2 separate regions of the Zea mays genome follow, and region 1 is linked to region 2. A link is a contact called in public Hi-C data. All regions are on one chromosome and are shown on one strand. The core of a region is the stretch at or near the end of the contact, and the rest is flanking DNA. Distances in the headings are between cores, read along the strand shown.

What was found. Hi-C and Micro-C count contacts between places; a contact is called where the count stands out from the background.
Region 1: a Hi-C map of bundle sheath shows a contact between it and region 2, with 2.8 times the contacts expected there. The contact joins the enhancer-like site here to the promoter of bZIP45 in region 2. A contact is called at or near these places in 2 of 25 Hi-C or Micro-C datasets (bundle sheath and ear).

What each region holds. Positions count from the first base shown.
Region 1 is chr1:146,949,131-146,951,830 of Zm-B73-REFERENCE-NAM-5.0, reverse strand. No RefSeq gene overlaps it. Among protein-coding and RNA genes, the nearest start is that of LOC103639292, 120 kb to the left of the region's middle. Within about 2 kb of position 1,365, at least 8 of the 20 cell types and tissues checked have an H3K27ac peak or open chromatin away from gene starts, as enhancers often do. A contact at or near this core is called in bundle sheath, where this site is marked.
Region 2 is chr1:146,794,941-146,797,640 of Zm-B73-REFERENCE-NAM-5.0, reverse strand. bZIP45 (light-inducible protein CPRF-2) reads right to left here and starts at 1,267. Exons shown (of 2, transcript NM_001414340.1): 1 at 378-1,267. The coding sequence starts at 557.

The DNA.
Region 1 (2,700 bases), core at 116-2,615, 150 kb before region 2:
TGGATGGAAAAATTTGGAGTAATTGCATAAGTTCAGATTGGGGTTAACTTTTGGAATTCTGAAAATTATTATGATGAGCTGACTTTGGAACTCTATATCTTGTAATCCATGAGCTTTTGATAAAAGATCACTATAGTAAACTTGTAGAGTATCTATAGGAGAACAACTTTTATTAGCGTGGTAGCCCTAAAACAATATTGAACGGGGAGCAAAAGAGGCTCAAAACCTTGCTGTTAGATTCTGTTGTTCTGAAATTTGTTCAGCAAGTTGAAGTGCAGTTTCAGCATTATTCACCAAACTTTAGAACTCTGTTTGACCGATCCATGATGTTGTGGCCAGCACTCTCTATAAAAAAGTGTTAGAGGGTAGTGTGGTGAGTAATTTTCATTAAGGTTAATCCCCCTGACCTTGCCTAGAAATGGGAGAAAATGGTGTGCAAAAACATGATGTCAAACTTTGAGTTTCTGACTTAGTTCAGTTCACTGACACCGAATTTAAGTGAGTTTTGCTCAACTTTGGAGCTTTCTTGCGACTAATCCATGGAGTTATGGGTTGTATCTAAAGGAATGTTAAAGAGCATAGAATGGTGAGAAAGTTTGATGAAGTGAGTCCGGCAAGATGCCGCATGAAAAGTGGAGTAAAATGTGCTTGAACGTTCGCTGTCAGGCGTGCGATGTGCAGTTTCAGTTAGCTGAAGCCGAGTTCCAGTATTTTCACCTAAATTTGGAGCGCTATAGCTCTCAATATGTGATCTTTAGACCTTAGGTTGCTGCATAAAGTTTGTAGAACTATATTTTGTCAACAAGTTTGGTTAACGGAGATCTCCCTGTTACCACTGATATTGGTGAGTAAATTGAGGTCAAAGTTGCTTTGTCAGATAGGTATGTGATGAACCTAATACAATTAGCTGAATGGTTGCAATTTGGTGGTGTTGTTCTAGATTTGGAGCTCTATAACTTGAATACTATTGAGTTTTAGCTAGTAACCATTGAAACAAAGCTGGAGAGTAATCATAGAGGAACAACTTCTAGTAAGAAAGTATATCAAGTTAGTATATGGAATTGGGAGAAAGCTTCGCTCCAATTCGAGCTGTCAACCAAGTTGTGTGCACTGAACTTCATTTCAGATAACTAAGACCTGATTCAGTTTCGGGGAGAAAGAAGCATTCCCACGTCTCTGTTGTGTCTCACTCGTGCCAGTTCGAGCTGTAGTATTGGATAGAGGTCTGAAAAGGTGGTAAATAAAAGGGTACAAAAATGAAAGAAGGAAGAAAAATCCCATTTTTTCCCTCCCACGTTTAGTCCTCCTTGTCTACCGTACGCTGCAATCTTCTAGCATCTTCTATCCCTACGTGCACGTGTCTGTCCCTTGTGATCTTCAACACCACCTCTTGCTTCCTAGCCAAAGCACGATCACTCCTTTGGAAAGCTCCAGTCCTCACGCTAGCTCTCTGGAAGTCCAAAACGCTTGGCTCTCAACACTTCTTCCTCCATGCCATCTCCCTCCCTCATCCCATCGCTTGGTGTAGCAGCAGCCGCTCGACCCCAGCTCCTCCTCGTCATCTCCCTCTCCTCCCCAACGCTGGAGCAACAGCTGTCAAACACCCGGTGATGTCTGGACGTCAATTGCCACCCTTCTCTTGCTATGCGCTTGGTCTCCTCAGTGCTTGCCTTGCCACTCGCACGCCCAGCTCCAAGCCTCAACGCGCGTCTTGTCGCTGTCGCCCCAGGTGCCAAAGCCCCTTCTCTGGTCGTTGTGCAAGAGTGTCCTTCGGCCGTCTCGCTCTAGCCGTCTAGCCACGGACCCTACGTGCTTGTAGTTTCCTTGGGAATCATCGTTGTCTTGCTATTTTGGTATCACCAATTCACCATCCTCATCCTCGCCATGGAACAATAGCAGGTGCTCTCAAAGTCGCCCTGAGCATACTTCATGTGCTGCGACGTCTCACTCACCTTATTGCCAAGTCGTCGTCGCTTCATCATTGGGCGTCGTCGTAGTAATATTTATGGTAATTTGTGCCGCATGTGTATAGGTTGCGGGTTCGTTCCCTATGGATATCGCATTGTGCTAAAATAGTTCTATTCTGACCATTTACACACGCACTGGGCTAGTTTTGCTTAGAGTTGGACCGGTTGAGTCAGTTCTGGTTCGCGACTGTTCATATGTTTAGAATTTTCTTTTATCTCATGTTTGTTTATTTGCGCCAGAAATTGTGAAAAGGTACTAAAATAATGAAACAAGTTTAGTTAGGTGGGTAAATTAGTAGAGTTTTAGGTAAAAATAGATTTGGAGTTTTTTTAGCAAATAGATATTATTAGAGGAATAAAAGGTGCCTTAAAATGTTTATCTGAAATTTTAGTAATAAAAATAGAGCACTAAAAATTATGAGAGAAAAATTGTGTAAGCTTATGTTGAGCATGTGAACCCGGTGAAATTCTGTTTAGACAAAATTTGCTTAGCAAATTAATTATTTCTCAAAAAAGAAAAGAGTTTTACCCTGGGTGATTAAAGCACCTAATGACTTAGTGAAAAATGGAGTTGCTTAGCAAGTTTTAGATGGTTAGATGAGTTCTAACGATAAGTAGCTCCCTGGTAGTTATGACTTGTGGTGATAGCTTGAAATTGTAATCTTGTAATGCTTTGTAATACCTTCCTTGCAAGTAGCATATGCACATGCATTCATAATCATGGGGTTTCATG
Region 2 (2,700 bases), core at 18-2,517:
TTTTCCCTTTTTTTGAGAAAGATTTCGACGGTGGCACGTCGTGCATCGTTCTTTGCTTAGGTTGGAATGGCCTACTTTGAATCAATTTTATTGGGTGGTGGACCCTGAGAAATTAAGGGGCACCGCGCATTATCGGAGTTTGCTTGCTTCAGCATATCCTGAAGCACAAGTCTCGTTTTTTTCATCTGACTTTTGCTTTGTGTCAAATTCACCTGCACATGAGTGCAAGCTTCAATACATAAAAAGCAAAAGTGGCCTATATATATACAGAGCACAGCAGCAAATTCACCATTTCGATTAAAATATGTTCAGATCAAACATGCATGCAGAAAGAGACACAGAGGTAAACAAGAGCTGTTCACAAACAACGTACGAACCTGCGAGTTGAGGTCGTCGAGATGTTGCTGCTTCCGCTGCCTCGATCGCTTCGCGGACTCCCGGTTTGACTCCATCCTTCTCTTGCGCATGAGCTCCATCCGGTGCACCATGTCACCCTCTGACCCCAAGCTACGGGTCCCATGACTAGACCCAGACGAGGCCCCACCGGACAGGGTCATCCTCAAAAGATACTTGGGGTTATATCTAGACTTGAAAGCTTTCCTCTGACTAATTAAGTTGTTGTATGTAGAGGCTTATAATTTCCAAGGATATGATACTAGTATGTTGTATTGGTGGTTAGGATCTTACTGAGAACACATAGAACCAATAGAGGAACACAACGGAGAAAGAGAGAACAAGATGGGTGCCTCGCCGGAGCGTTGAGTTGATCATAAATCTGCAGCGGTGACTCACCTCGGAGAGGATTTGTGACATCTACACCACGTTAGTCTATCATGGATCAATTGACGAAAACGTTTACGACAGTGAGTTTTTTTTACGAGAGAGAAACGAACAAGTTGATGCAGATGCACCAGGGCAAAAAAAAAAAAAAGTTGGCAGAGTCTCTTCCAGGAAACCCTAAAATTTGCTTCCAATGGAAATATACTCTTAAGAACTGATGGTCAGATGCACGAGAGAACAAGGCCAAGAACACATGGAAGGTGATCCAAGGGCGCAGGATCAGGAAGCAAGGAGGGCAAGAGATTCTTGCTAGCTAAGCTAGGAAGATGGCATGCAACAGGGCTGCTGCACAGGAACCTTAGCGAGGGAGGAGGGGAAAAGGGAATTGAGGCTTGGAAGAGGGGCTCATTTATAGATGGAGATGCGGTGAGTTTTCTGAGAGACGGAGAGAAAAAAAAAGATCAATGCAAATCATAGTGGTGGAACGGAAAGCAGTGGGTGGTGACAGAAACATGGGGAGGGAAAGCAGAGGTGATGGTGGGCTGGGGCCCTGGCATCTTGGTACAATTGCCAAAAGGTTTAGTTAATTGGTCATTACGATTGCTGGGTTATGCTATAACTTGTTCACTGCACATATTATTTGGTTTCACTGTTCGGTCAGTAAATTGTTCATCTGCTGCTAGTAATGATATGAACAGAGGAAGAGAATGATGTTTCCAGTAATTTAGTGAGGGTAGCTGTATTTATTTTATTTTCTGTTGAAAAGCTGTGAAAAGATATTTTTAGCAGATCCATGGGACGTTAGTGTCGTCCAGTCTATAAAGTGAAACCACATGCCATCCACAGATTTAAGTATTGATTTTTACTTTCGGTGTTGCCGGGTCACAGTGATTGTCTGCCAGTGGACAACCTATTCATTTCTTAGCTTTCTTTATTCAGAACAGAACACAGCGACATGAGCAACCGAAAATGCTTAAGACCATATGACAGTATCATGCAGATCTGGTCCAAAAGAACCATGTGAGTTCCTAGCGTCTCATTGTTAGACGTTTTCAAAATCTTTTTGCTAATAATAAGGTACACAATGTAGTCATCAATAAAATACTTTGTAGTATCTTACTGTTTCCGGTTAGCATAATGTCATCATCTTTAGGATTTTGCTCATGGGGTTCCTCAATAAGTTCTACTGCAATAAAAAGCTATAAAGGATTATAAATTCATGACCAAACAAGCTATATGCATTTTTCATATGAAACTCACTTCCAAAATATATAGTATCTCTGGACTCTATACCGGCACCACCATGTATATCTCATACTCCAAAATTTATTATTAAGAACCTATATCAAACAACAGTTTTAGATCCAAGTTTTCACTCCTTGTTGACTTCTTGTTGACTGACACATTCAACTTGGGTAGGCAATCCCAAGTGCACAAATAGGAGAGACTACATATTTTTATTTTCTCATTACTCGAATGGTGTAATTTCTTTATTCTCTACAGGAACTTTATTTAGTATATGTCATATTGTCAAAATGGTTGCACCCTACCATTTTTATACAGTGCCATTGCCTCAAACATGGAGATGAGTGTGGTTCTTTCTTTCGACAACCCCATTGCATTATGGTGAGTATGGCGGTATACTCTAATGAATAATCCTATGTTCCATGTAGAATTTAGAAAATTCATTAGAAAAGTTGTCGGCGTTTCGATTCCGGGGGGTCCCTAAGCCGACGAGTGAATGTCGCCGCGTGCCCCAGCCCAGATGGGTCGGCGCGAGGCCGAGCGCGAAGGGGGGAAGCGAGGCGGCCGGAGACAGGCGTGAGAGAGGTGGGAATCCCGCGGCCTTCGTGTTCGTCCCGTGCCCAGGTCGGGTGCGCTTGCAGTAGGGGGTTACAAGCGCCCACGCGGGAGAGGGAG